2 separate regions of the Mus musculus genome follow, and region 2 is linked to region 1. Evidence: chromatin contacts called from public HiChIP or PLAC-seq data. All regions are on one chromosome and are shown on one strand. The core of a region is the stretch at or near the end of the contact, and the rest is flanking DNA. Distances in the headings are between cores, read along the strand shown.

Evidence for each region. HiChIP or PLAC-seq counts read pairs in DNA pulled down with a chosen protein or histone mark.
Region 2: a contact with region 1 is called in a FOXA1 HiChIP or PLAC-seq map of pancreatic cancer cells. The contact joins the promoter of Onecut3 here to the promoter of Atp5d in region 1. A contact is called at or near these places in 1 of 484 Hi-C or Micro-C datasets (embryonic stem cells) and 1 of 115 datasets of contacts at active chromatin or transcription factors (pancreatic cancer cells).

What each region holds. Positions count from the first base shown.
Region 1 is chr10:80,139,308-80,145,619 of GRCm38.p6, forward strand. It overlaps Atp5d (ATP synthase, H+ transporting, mitochondrial F1 complex, delta subunit), which reads left to right and starts at 3,008. Exons shown (of 4, transcript NM_025313.2): 1 at 3,008-3,299; 2 at 4,525-4,678; 3 at 5,912-6,000; 4 at 6,116-6,312. The coding sequence starts at 3,159. The coding sequence ends at 6,238. It also overlaps a transcript of Cbarp not described here.
Region 2 is chr10:80,493,578-80,499,597 of GRCm38.p6, forward strand. It overlaps Onecut3 (one cut domain, family member 3), which reads left to right and starts at 1,329. Exons shown (of 2, transcript NM_139226.3): 1 at 1,329-2,613. The coding sequence starts at 1,431.

The DNA of each region.
Region 1 (6,312 bases), core at 1,758-4,257:
CCGGTCCCGCAGCCTGACCGCCCCCGCCGCTCTCGCCGCCGCGTCTGGCTCGCACTGCGATGGCCACCGCCTCCCCTTCCCTTCCGGCGGGGGCGTGGGGCGGAGCCTGAGCTCCCGCGCCCCCTCCCGCTGTAGCGCAGTCCCGCCCCCCTCACCCCTGCACGACTCAGCCTACCTGGTGCTGCAATGTCCCAGAACCCGGTGCGGGCGGGGCGCATTACGCCCCTAAGCTAACGCGGGTATCTCAGGTCTCTGGGACCCTCAACTATCTAGTTTGTCACCTGCCACTCCAGATGTGCAATTCCAGTTTGCATATCCCCTTGGTTTACAAGCCATGAGATATAGGTACATCCCCATCCCCACTTGCATGTTTTTCTTTTATGCTGCTCTTTGGCAGGTTCCTTTATGGGTCCAGCAGATAGCCAGTGCTGTAAAACACCTACTGGGAACTTGCCCTCAGAACTGTGATGGTCCCGCACACCTGCATTTGTAAGGTGAAATCAAGTGGATCAGGAGCGCAAGGTCAACCTCAGCTACACAGAATTCTAGGCCAGCCTGAGCAGCACAAGACCCCTTCTCAAACAAGAGAACTGTAGTGAAAGAGCTGAGCAAACTAAGGTACCTGCGGCCGAGCCCAAGCAGCCATGTTTCATCCCTCAGTCCCGAATAGGAAAGGAAGAGTGCCTCCCCTCACAAGTTGTCCTTTGACACCCAAAGATTTGCTATCCCCTTGCCCACTAACTAAATGAATGTAATAACATTTAAACTTGCATCCATAGAGGTCTGTTATGGAATGATCCATACCTTATAACTCCTTCCACTTGCAGACAGTTCTCTTCCCGGTGGTGCCTGGGTTCGAACCCAGGGTCAGTCTCATTATAAGAGCCTATGCACCAGGCGTGGTGGGGCACGCCTTTAATCCTAGCACTGCGGAAGCAGATGCAGGTGGATCTCTGAGTTCGAGGCCAGCCTGGTCTACAGAGTGAGTTCCAGGACAGCCAGGGCTACACAGAGAAACCCTGTCTCGAAAAACCAAAAAAAAAAAAAAAGAGCCTATGCTCCCAGACCATACCTGCTTATTCCCTGCTTGGCCACACAGTCAAATAAGTGTCATCATGAAGGTGGGTCGCTTACACTGACTTCCAGGACACCATCCTCCTTTTCATTTCAGTGAAGGGGATTAATCCACAGACCCGAGGCTGGCCTGCACTACCAGGATAGACTTCCGAACCCAACCAGGTTGGTCTCAAGCTCATGAGTGTGTCAGAACACATGGATTTTCCAAATACTAAATATTCTGGGGGGGGGGGTCGTGAATTTACATGCCTTTGAAGGTCAGAGGAGGATGTCAGATCTTCTGAAGCTACAGGCAACTGTTAGCTGTCCCCCATGGGCACTGAGAATGAAGCACACGTCTCTTGGAAGAACAGTGCTCGTTGCTGATCTCTGAACTATCTCTCCAGCACCCTAGGTTTAGTTTTTAGAAGACTTGTCTGGTAAGGCACAGTGGCCATGGGGGTAGGAAGAGGACACTCACCACCGGACAAGCATGATCTTTCTAGCGTTGAGTTCTTACTTCATGGAGCATTTGAGTAGATATGGGATCCTGGGACGGGTATGGGTGTGTGTGTGTGTGTGTGTGTGTGTGTGTGTGTGTGTGTGTGTGTGCGCGCGCGCGTGTGTATCTGTTTAAGAGCTGGAGTAGGGAAGGGAATGGGGTTTCTAGCTGCCCACTGCCCAGGGAAACTGTCCAGATTATAGAGACTGGGAACTAGGTGTCTCTCATAGAGATTGATTAAGGCCAGGACTGCTGGCTTTTGAGCAGGTCTGCGTGCCAGAGTCTCTAGTTAGTAGAATAAGTTTGTAGTCTAGCTTGTAGTCTTGCATCTGCCAGGCTCTGGTTCAAGGGTGACCACGACCCTCTAGCTGCCAGCTGCTCCTCTAAGATCCAACAAAGCTAATGGCTTTCCTTCTGTTTGCCCCATCAAGCCTATGCCTGCATTTTCTGTGAACCTACGTGGTGGGGCATGGGGACCAAGAGCTGAGCGGAGGCCGGAACCTGCGTGAGTGCGGGGGCAGGGTGATGACGTCATGACCGAGAGCGAGGCTGCGCGGACAAGACTGGCGTCAGTGGGGCCCCTTGGCCGCCTGCGCACGGGCTCCTGCGTCAGTGGCACGCAGGGGCGGAGGCCCGCAGGGAGGGGACTGCGGAGAAGAGCGAGTACATCTCCAGGTTTCGCGCGCCCTCTGCCGCCATCCGGTGCACTTCTTTCCTGGCACGACCTCTCCCCAGCACGCACCGCAGCGGGCATCATGAAATTTAATTATTTATTTAGCAGCTTCTCATGATGTAGTCCTGGTTGGTCTCAAACTCATGGAGCCCCGCTTGAGTCTTCCTCCGGGGAGTTGGGATTAACTGCGCCTGGCATATGCATATATATATATGTGTGTGTGTGTGTGTGTGTGTGTGTGTGTGTGTGTGTGTTTCGAGATAGGATTTTTCTGTATAATCCTGGCTGTTGGCTGTCCTGGAACTCACTCTGTAGACCAGGCTGGTCTCAAACTCAGAAAGCCGCCTGCCTCTGCCTCCCAAGTGCTGGGAATAAAGGCACGCGCCACCACTGCCCATCTATATTTGATGCACTTTTGGAAATAGGTTGTTCCGAGTGCGGGGATTGCAAGAGTGTGTCACCGCACTCTACATTTTAATTCTTCTGTTCCAACACGTTACAGGTTTGCTTCTTCTGGGCCTCGAATGCTTGGCACCTGATATCAAGCCCATATCATTTCCGCGCAAACATTCCCCTCCTGAGGGAATATGTTCGTTTGCAGAAAGAACCGCATCCCAAGAACCCAGAGTCGTTTGCTGTTAGAAGGCGAAGAAAACTACAATTCCCAGAATGACCCACCCGGCATAGGAGGATCCCACTTCTAGGCATCACTGCAAGGGGTGGGGCCAAGGGAAAGTATACCTCCCAGAATGCTCAGCGCGTACTGCATCGCGCAGCCTTCGGAGAATCCTGTGCGCGTGCGTTCTTGTGGGAACTGCGCCTCCCAGAAGGCACCGCGCGTCGTCCTTCTCCCTCCCTGAAGGCCGCCTCGCTTGCCCAGTGTGTCGGCCGCCCGCGAAGCTAGAGTCCACTGACTTTTCCGCCACCATGTTGCCCGCCTCACTGCTTCGTCACCCGGGCCTGCGCCGCCTGATGCTTCAGGCGCGTACATACGCCGAGGCCGCCGCTGCACCTGCCCCCGCCGCCGGGCCCGGACAGATGTCCTTCACCTTTGCCTCCCCGACGCAGGTACGAACTCACATCCCCCAGACTCGTCAAGCCCCTGATCTGACCCGTGGAAGAGGTTCTCTTGTATTAGGTCATTTGTTTCATCCCCATGGGGCCCTGTGAACCTCCCCCCACCCCAGACCTCACCCCTGGATGGGGTCACCTGGACCCAGGGCTCGACCTCAGTGTTCACTGAAACTTCATGCTCCACCCCTAAGGGCGTCACCTGGACATAAGACTCCACCCTCTGGGAGGTGGATCACCTATATCTGGAACCCAGATTTTGCCTTCACAAACCCTTCTGTTTTGGGGTGTTCTAGGCTCTACACCTTGGTGGTGGTCACTCAGGCCCTGTCCTTGGGTGTTGTACCCGAGATTGATATGAACCCCAGGCTCTACTCAAGGCTTAGGTGGTGTCACTTGGAGCTAGGATGAACAATGGAGCACAGAGCAATGCCTTTGGGTTTTACATGGCTCACAGTTTCTACCCGTGGGGGATTCCCCAAGTCCCCAAGCTGTTGCCCAGATAGGGGTCACCAGTACCCAGACCTGGAGCTCTTGGAAATTGCCTGGACCCAGATCCTGAAGGAGATTTGGACTCAGAACAGAAGCCTGGCCACTGTTGGGGTCACCTGGGATTGACCGAAGCTCCTCATCCTGTTGGGTTTGCCTGGACCAAATATCCTTTTTTTTTTTTTTCTTTAAAGATTTACTTATTTATTGTATGTAAGTAAACTGTTTGTTTTCAGACAAACCAGAAGAGGGCATCAGTTCTCATTATGGGTGGTTGTGAGCCACCATGTGGTTGCTGAGATTTGAACTCAGGACCTTCGGAAGTGCTCTTACCCACTGAGCCATCTCTCCAGCCCTGGACCTAATATCCTTAATTGGATAGACCTTAGCCAAGGTTTTACCAACTTACAGCCATGCTATTTGTAAGCCTGGGTTGGTTTTACACTTTTGACTACCTCATAGCAACTTCCTGAGTGGTTGTGAGACAGCCTTTGGGTTTCTCAGAAACCCCATACCAGGGGCTGGATCAGCACGCTGCACTACACTGCATTGCCCTCTGTTTCAGTCACCTCTTCTAGACACTCTTTTAGACATAGACATTTCACAGGTGAGCAAGCTGAGTCTAATGTCAGCTCTTGGTAGTGTCTGTGTCCCATCAGAATTCCATCCTCTCTGTGCCCACTGTACAGCAGGCATGGGATAATGCCTACCCCATGGTGTACACTCTCTGCAGGTGTTCTTTGACAGTGCCAACGTCAAGCAAGTGGACGTGCCTACGCTGACTGGAGCCTTTGGCATCTTGGCATCCCATGTCCCCACACTACAGGTCCTACGGCCTGGGCTGGTAGTGGTTCACACAGAAGACGGCACCACGACTAAGTACTTTGGTGAGTGTGGCCCAGGATGCATAGACGTTCAGGTTTGAGAAGGGCAGGGAGAAAGCAAAGGGAAGAAGCTTGCCCAGCCTGCCATGACAAAGATGTGGTCATCTGGGGCACAGAGTAAAGCCAGCAGCTGACCTCGCCATAGCTGGGCAGGAAGACATGGAGAAATGACGGTTGAGGAGCTAAGCCTTTAGGGTAAGATAGCCTTGGTGTAGGAGGGAGCCGGTCTGAAGGACCCACGTTTCCGGGTTGGACTTCCATCTTGCCCCTTCTCCAGATGAAGGGGTGTGTCTTGTCTTCTCTCATATCTCATTATTTAACAATACCCACGATGGAACCCAGGGCCTGGAGCTTTCTAGGCAGGGGATACAGCCCATGGTCATCGCTGGGGGATTCCAGCCGAGGGCTCCGGGCTCCGTCCACGAGTCAGGCCCCCACACACTGTTGTTCTGTATGGTTATGTTTGGGCAAGTACCAGAGCAGGCGTGGCGGTGAAGGTGGGAAGGATGTGTGCACACATGTGACGGAAGGACATTGGTGGCACCCTCCTTCATAAGCTCTTTCTGTCTTTGTTCCTTTGAGATGGGCAGAACCTGAGTTTGCCACATTCTTAGCGAGGCAGGCTGGCCAGTGAGCCACAGACACTCTCCTGCCCTACTCCTCACCATTAGGATTGGCTTCCCGCAAACTCTGCTCCTTCTCTCTGCACAGTGGGTACTCTCTCTGCACTGGCTCTGGGGCCCTTCAGTTTCCTTTTCGGTTTGCTTTCTGATTTTAAAGCAGTGTTTCCTTAGCCATGCTGACTTTGAATTTCTGATCCTCCACCTCCTGGGTGATAGGGGTGACAGGTTTATGTTGGCATACCCAGTTTCTGCCTTGCTGAGGGTTGAACCCAGGATCTTGCACATGCCAGGCAAACACAGTACCCACCGAGCCTCAGTCCTGGCTCCTCTTTTACACTTAGTTTGAGGGAAGACCTCTCTGTGTTGTCTTGAGTGGCTTTGAACTGGCAGTCCCCTACCTCAGCCTCCCCAGGGGGCTAGGCGACAGGTGTGCACCGGGCCTGGCCATCCTTTGCCACCATCCACATGCTTGGCCTGTGCCCCAGTCTTGCAGGGTCACTCTGCAAGTGGCCTAGAGTGGGCATTGGCCTGGGGAGGCAGAGGGCTGGTGGCCCTGAGCACACATGGGCGGTGAGGCTGCCCAAGGAGGCTGCTCAGACCCTCTCCTCCACAGTGAGCAGCGGCTCCGTCACTGTGAATGCCGACTCCTCTGTGCAGTTACTAGCTGAAGAAGCTGTGACACTGGACATGCTGGACCTGGGGGTGAGCAGTGGATGGGAAACTAAGGCAGGGCAGGGCAGGGCAAGTGCTGCTCACAGGAGTGTGCTTTCCTGCTTCCGGCCCTGCCTGTCCCTCACACTGGCCCACTCCTCTGCAGGCAGCCCGGGCCAACCTGGAGAAGGCGCAGTCAGAACTGTCAGGTGCGGCGGACGAGGCAGCACGGGCTGAGATCCAGATCCGTATTGAGGCCAATGAAGCCCTAGTGAAGGCCCTGGAGTAGGTGGTACCTACTGTCTGACACCCACGGGGAAACTGAGCCAGGTCCAGGCCGATGAGAAGTTCCCAGTGGGCTGA
Region 2 (6,020 bases), core at 79-2,578, 350 kb after region 1:
GGTGACTCAAGCTCCAGAACAAATGCCAATAACCCTCCCTGGCAGTGAGCAGGGCAAGGGAGGCAGGGGCTGAGGCTGAGTGAAGACACCCTCCTAACACAAGGTCCCCCCAGAGTCTGGCATGGCCACCCTGGTAATCGGTAATCTCTTCTCCACAAACCCAAGGGGTCTTGTTCCCAGGTGCTTTGTGCCTGTAGGGTGCCATCCATGTACCCCTTCTGTCCCCCTTCACTGTCTGCAGGTGGGAAAGGGAGAGAGAGAGAGAGAGAGAGAGAGAGAGAGAGAGAGAGAGAGAGAGAGAGAGAGAGAGATCCTAGGCTAGCTATCTCAGTCTGAAAAAAAAAAAAAAACCCCAAACCCAAGCTGGTCTAGAGATGACCAGTCTCAGACAAGACATCCTTAGACCCCAGAGATATTGGGGACAGGAAGTAGCCAATTACACGGGACTTAGGAGGAATTTTCCCCTCTCTCTTCCCCCCCTCTCTGTCATCTTTTCCATGTGTAGCCCTGACTGTCCTTGAATCCAGTTCTGTAGACCAGGCTGACCTTGAACTCAGAAATCCACCTGCCTCTGCCTCCCAAGTGCCGAGATTAAAGGCATGTGCCACTACACCGGACCTTGGAGGAATTTATGTTTGCTTTGATGCAAAGACTCACTATAAAGCCCTTGCCTGACTGGAACTTGCTACATAGACCAGGCTAGCCTCCAAATTAACGATCCACCTGCCTCTGTCTTCCCAATCCTGGGCCTAAAAACCACTAAAGTCCCTGTTAAGAAAGATTTCTGCAGGGCAATTACATTGCACAATTGAAGAAACAGAGGCCCAAATGCCCAAATGCCTGCTTTTCCTTGTGCTTGAGGCCAATGTGTGATTGTTCTGGGGACCTACTAATAGCCCCACTTCATCCCAAAAGAGGTTTTGAAATCTTTGTGTGCATACGGGGAAAACAGCCCATCTTTCTGAGAGTGTCAACAGAGTTGGGGGGCGTTTGTAGCCACACTTCAGGAACTGGGGGCGGGTAGGGGCAGAAGGGGGAATGTACAGGACAGAGAATCAAAGACGCTGATATGAGAACACACACACACACTCACTCACACTCACACAGAGCCAGGACTAGCGGTCCCCCACCCCAATCCCTCAGGTTCTTCTCAGGGCAAGGAGAATGGGGAGACCCAAGAAGCCAGCCTGGTGCTCCAAGGGGTTTGGCGGGTGCAGGCGGAGCGATGGGCGGGGGCGCTGACGTCAGACCCGGGCCGGGGCGCCGGCGGCGGCCGCCCCGCCACATCCTGGTGGCCGCTGCTCGCAGCAGCCGAAGCCGAGCGAGAGCACTGAACAAGCGGGACAGTAGCAGCCGCCGCCACCAGGAGCGTCGGCCAGTGCGTGGGGACCATGCTGCGGCCTTGAGCACACACGAAGAGGACACCCAGGATGGAGTTGAGCTTGGAGAGCCTCGGGGGGCTGCACGGGGTGACACACGCGCAAGCCGGCGAGCTGCTGAGCCCGGGCCACGCGCGCTCCGCCGCGGCCCAACACCGAAGCCTAGTGGCATCGGGGCGCCCAGGCCTGGTGGCCGGCATGGCTAGCCTGCTGGACGGTGGTGGCGCCGGGGGCGGGGGCGCCGGGGGCGCGGGGGCTGCAGGGGCCGCGGGTGGTGGCCCTGACTTCCGTGGGGAGCTGGCTGGCCCCCTGCACCCGGCCATGGGTATGGCGTGCGAGGCCCCAGGTTTGGGTGGCACCTACACCACGCTCACGCCCTTGCAGCACCTGCCGCCGCTGGCCGCCGTGGCCGATAAGTTCCACCAGCACGCGGTGGCTGGGGCGCACGGAGGCCATCCACACGCTCACCCTCACCCGGCCACCGCGCCGCCACCGCCCCCTCCGCAGCGCCTGGCGGCCAGCGTGAGCGGCAGCTTCACCCTCATGCGCGACGAGCGGGCGGCGCTGGCCTCGGTGGGCCACCTCTACGGGCCTTATGGCAAGGAGCTGCCCACCATGGGGTCGCCACTGTCGCCGCTGCCCAGCGCGCTGCCCCCCGCTCTGCACAGCGCCCCGCAGCCGCCGCCGCCGCCACCGCTCGCCGCTTACGGGGCTCCGGGCCACCTGGCCGGGGACAAACTACTGCCACCTGCCGCCTTCGAGCCACACGCGGCGCTTCTGGGGCGCGCAGAGGACGCGCTGGCCCGAGGGCTGCCTGGAGGCGGCGGCGGCGCGGGAGGCGGCGGGGCGGCCGGCGGGGCGGCCGCGGGTTTGCTGGCTCCGCTGGGCGGGCTGGCTGCGGCCGGGGCGCACGGGCCTCACTCAGGCGGCGGTGGCCCCGGAGGGGGCGGTGGCGCTGGCGGCGGCAGCGGCGGCCCGGGAGCCGGCGCTGCAGCCGAAGAGATCAACACCAAAGAGGTGGCCCAGCGCATCACCGCCGAGCTGAAGCGCTACAGCATCCCGCAGGCCATCTTCGCGCAGCGCATCCTGTGCCGCTCGCAGGGCACGCTCTCCGACCTGCTGCGCAACCCGAAGCCCTGGAGCAAGCTCAAATCCGGCCGCGAGACCTTCCGCAGGATGTGGAAGTGGCTGCAGGAGCCGGAGTTCCAGCGCATGTCGGCGCTGCGCCTGGCAGGTAGGGACAAGGGCCCCTGAGGCTCGATCCTGGGGGACATGGTTGGCACAGGATGAAGGACCTTGGCTAGTGCGTCCTGCCAGCCTAGAGGGGGGAAACTGTAGCCTCTGAGGCTGACCCGGGGTCTGCATCGCCGAGTGTCACTAATAGAAAGAGGGCAAATACAATTATTGTTTCCGTCCCTATTCTTTTAGGGACTGTGTAGGGTGTCTAGTGTCTTTGAGGCTGATGTAGACATAGGGTGCTAAACTAAAACAGCCCTCGCGTGGCTCCGTGTGTGCGCGTGTATGCGCGCGTCTGTAGCACGTTCCTTGGGTTCACGATCCCCTGCGATCAGAGGTGCCACTCCCCTCGTCCCCAAACATCCTGCAAGAGGGACCAAAGGCGCCCTCTCTCCACCCAGTCACAAAGCTCTAGGTGCTGACTAGACTCAGCCAAGGCCTGGCCACCGCTCTGCCCCCAGCCCCAGCACCACCACCACCACCGAGCTCTCTTCCTATGCAGCTCAGCCTCTGCCGACGATCGATCCGCTAGTCCCCCATCCCTCCCCCCTCTGGCCGTTGGCAAAGGTCATTTGAGATTGGGGGAGGGGCAGCCCTTGGGACCCTGGGCTCAGTGGCATCCACCAGAGGCCTTCACACCCCCCCCCCCCCGTGGCTCCCAGGGCCTCACTCCCTCCTGTTTTCCTGTCCCCCCTTTCTACTTCTCTCCACGGGGACAAATTGCTGTCCCTCTCTTCGAGCTGCCTCTTCGGTACCCAGTCCAGTCTCTCTTTATTCTTTTCTTCTCTTGCGCCTTGCCTGAGTCTCTCCCACACACAGAAGCATGCGAGCCAGCCCCTGGGGGACCCGTTGTCTCCTCCTTTGGTCTAACCTGTCCCCTCCCACCCCAGCGAGGAATGTGGGGGTGTGCCATAGACCCTACATCCTCCGTGATTGGGAAGGGGTGTCAGGAGGCCGGTGGTCTGGGCAGAGCGTTTTTTCTATGGCGTAGTGGGGAGGGGGCTGTGCACCCCGTTCCAGGGACAATAGCGGTTTCCAGAGCCTCATCGATCCCTCTGCATACAAACACAGAGAGGGGCGGGGCAGCCGGGACTCAAGAGAGGCGCCCCTAAGGCAGGAGCTGAGAACTGGGTTGACTGTACCCCTCAGACCACACTACAAGCCTGTGTGGGGTGCAGAGAAGCAGGGGCCCCTGGGCGTAGCGGGGGGGTAGATAGACGTGGGTTTGGTTGGAGCCTGTGCTACTTGCTCTATCTGTGGATTCTAAGCCCACTGTGCAGGCTGGCACACACACAGACCCACTTTAGTTTCCCCTTCCTCTGGAGTCTTTAGTGGGATAACTCAGTGATGAGATGCGCCCTGTCTTTGGGCTTTTGGGGCCATGCATTCCTGGGGGGTGGGCAGGTGGCACTGGAAGACATTAGGATAAACACACACACAGGTTTATCTGAAGAGCCCTGTTGCTAGTGAGGGACACAAGGACACCTGCCCCAGAACACAGCCCCTATCCTGTCCTGTCCTGTCTTGTCCATGGTTCTCCTCGGGTAGTGTGCCCCCGATCCACTGTCTCCAGGTGATCTGGTGCTCTGTGGATTCTAAGACCAAGACCTCCCCTCCTGGACATACAACCATTGTGTACCCCAAATCCATGCCACTCGCCTGTCACCTGCACGAGTGACGTTCCAATTGCTCTCCTGTGGACACAAAAGGCGGACACACCACAGAACTGCTGGACAACACATGGGCCCAGGGTCCCAGATTCTGTAAGGCCATCAGCCCTCCGTGTCCCACTTGAAGCAAGAGGTTAGCCATTCCAAAGGGAGCCACGGTCAGACTGGCTTCTTGTCTCTCAAAGCTCTGGTGACCAGCATCTCTCCCTAAGACTGTTACAGGATGACTGTGTCACTTCTAAAAGTGTGGCCACCTCAGGGGAGCACAGAGTCGGGTAAAAAATGAGATACCTGGCCTGTTCCAGATCAGCCTTGGAGCCGAGGCTGTCACGCTGTGACCCAGCGCTCCAGGTCCCTTCTCTGTCTTCATCTTCAGACTCCGCTGGAGTCAGAAGTGGCAGCCGGGGTCATTAGGCTCGAGCCAGGCCTTTAGTTCTGGTCCCCGCACAAATGAAAAGCAGTTAAGTGGCGGTAAATTGTGACATTTAGAGGGTGCTGGGGCGGCCAGGCGAGACTCTTCAACATCCTGTGTCTTGGTGACAGCTGAAGGTGCCAAACCTGGAGCCGAGCACTGTCCCTCACTCCCTTATCCCCGACCCACTGGGGACAAAATTGGACCTTGGCTTCTATGAACCCAGGAGGGAAACTGTCCACCCAAGCAAGTCACAGACTTACTGGGAAAACATTGTCCCCAGTGCCACCAACCCTAGAATGTCCTTCCTACAAGACAAAACCAGTGAGAGAAAGGGAGAAGGTAGGGAGATGAAAAACAGACAGACAAACAGACGGGGGTGTTTGGGGGGGCGGGAGAGAGAGAGAGAAATGGTGTGGGAGAGAGAGATGTGAGTTGGAGAGACAGGAGGGAAAGGGGAGGGTGGAGGGACAGAGAGAGGGAAAGAAACCAGAGCAGAAAGAAGCAAAAAGAAAGGCTGAACACAAAGAAAGGAGGTGGGCTAGGGAGAAGCCAGAAGGGGGCTGAGGTCAGGCTGGCCCCTCCTGGTCCCTGAGTCCCAGTAAAACACAGCCTTCCTTTGAGGACCCCTGAGAGTAAGTCCTTTCTTTGTTGTGCCCAAGAAACACAGCAAAGAGCGGCAGAGTCCCAGCCCTACCCCAGTGTGTGTTGTCCCCCGCCTGCCTCAGTTTCCCTAAATGTAAAACATGCATTGTGTGTGTAGGGAGTAGTCACTGAAGACCCCAGCTTTCCCAGGCACTTTTCCCACCAGGGGGGACATATTTGCATCTGCTCCCACACCACCCCAGAATCTCCTCTCTGAGCTGTGTGCCCCACCATCACCACCACCACACACCCCAGTGACAGTCACAAACTGTGATTATGGGAGCGGAGCTGGGGGAGGGGTGGCTCCTGGCGGGTGGGGCGGTCGATGAATTCGAATTACCGTCTGTGATTCATCACCGTGCGCCCAGGTCGATAGCTTCGGCCGGCTTCAAATATTGTTTAAATTGCAACTCTGTACTAAAAAAAAAAAAAAAAAAAAAATCTTTTTTGTAACTGATCAGAAAAATATACAAATATAATGAAATATTCAAAAGAGGAGACAGGAATTCACACACACACTACACATCATTTAGATACACCCCAAACCACACACATATACACACACTGTACACCCACACCCACACCACCCACACCACACATTTAACAGACACACCAGACATCACATACATATACACACTCTGTACACATATGCACACACACACACACACACACACACAC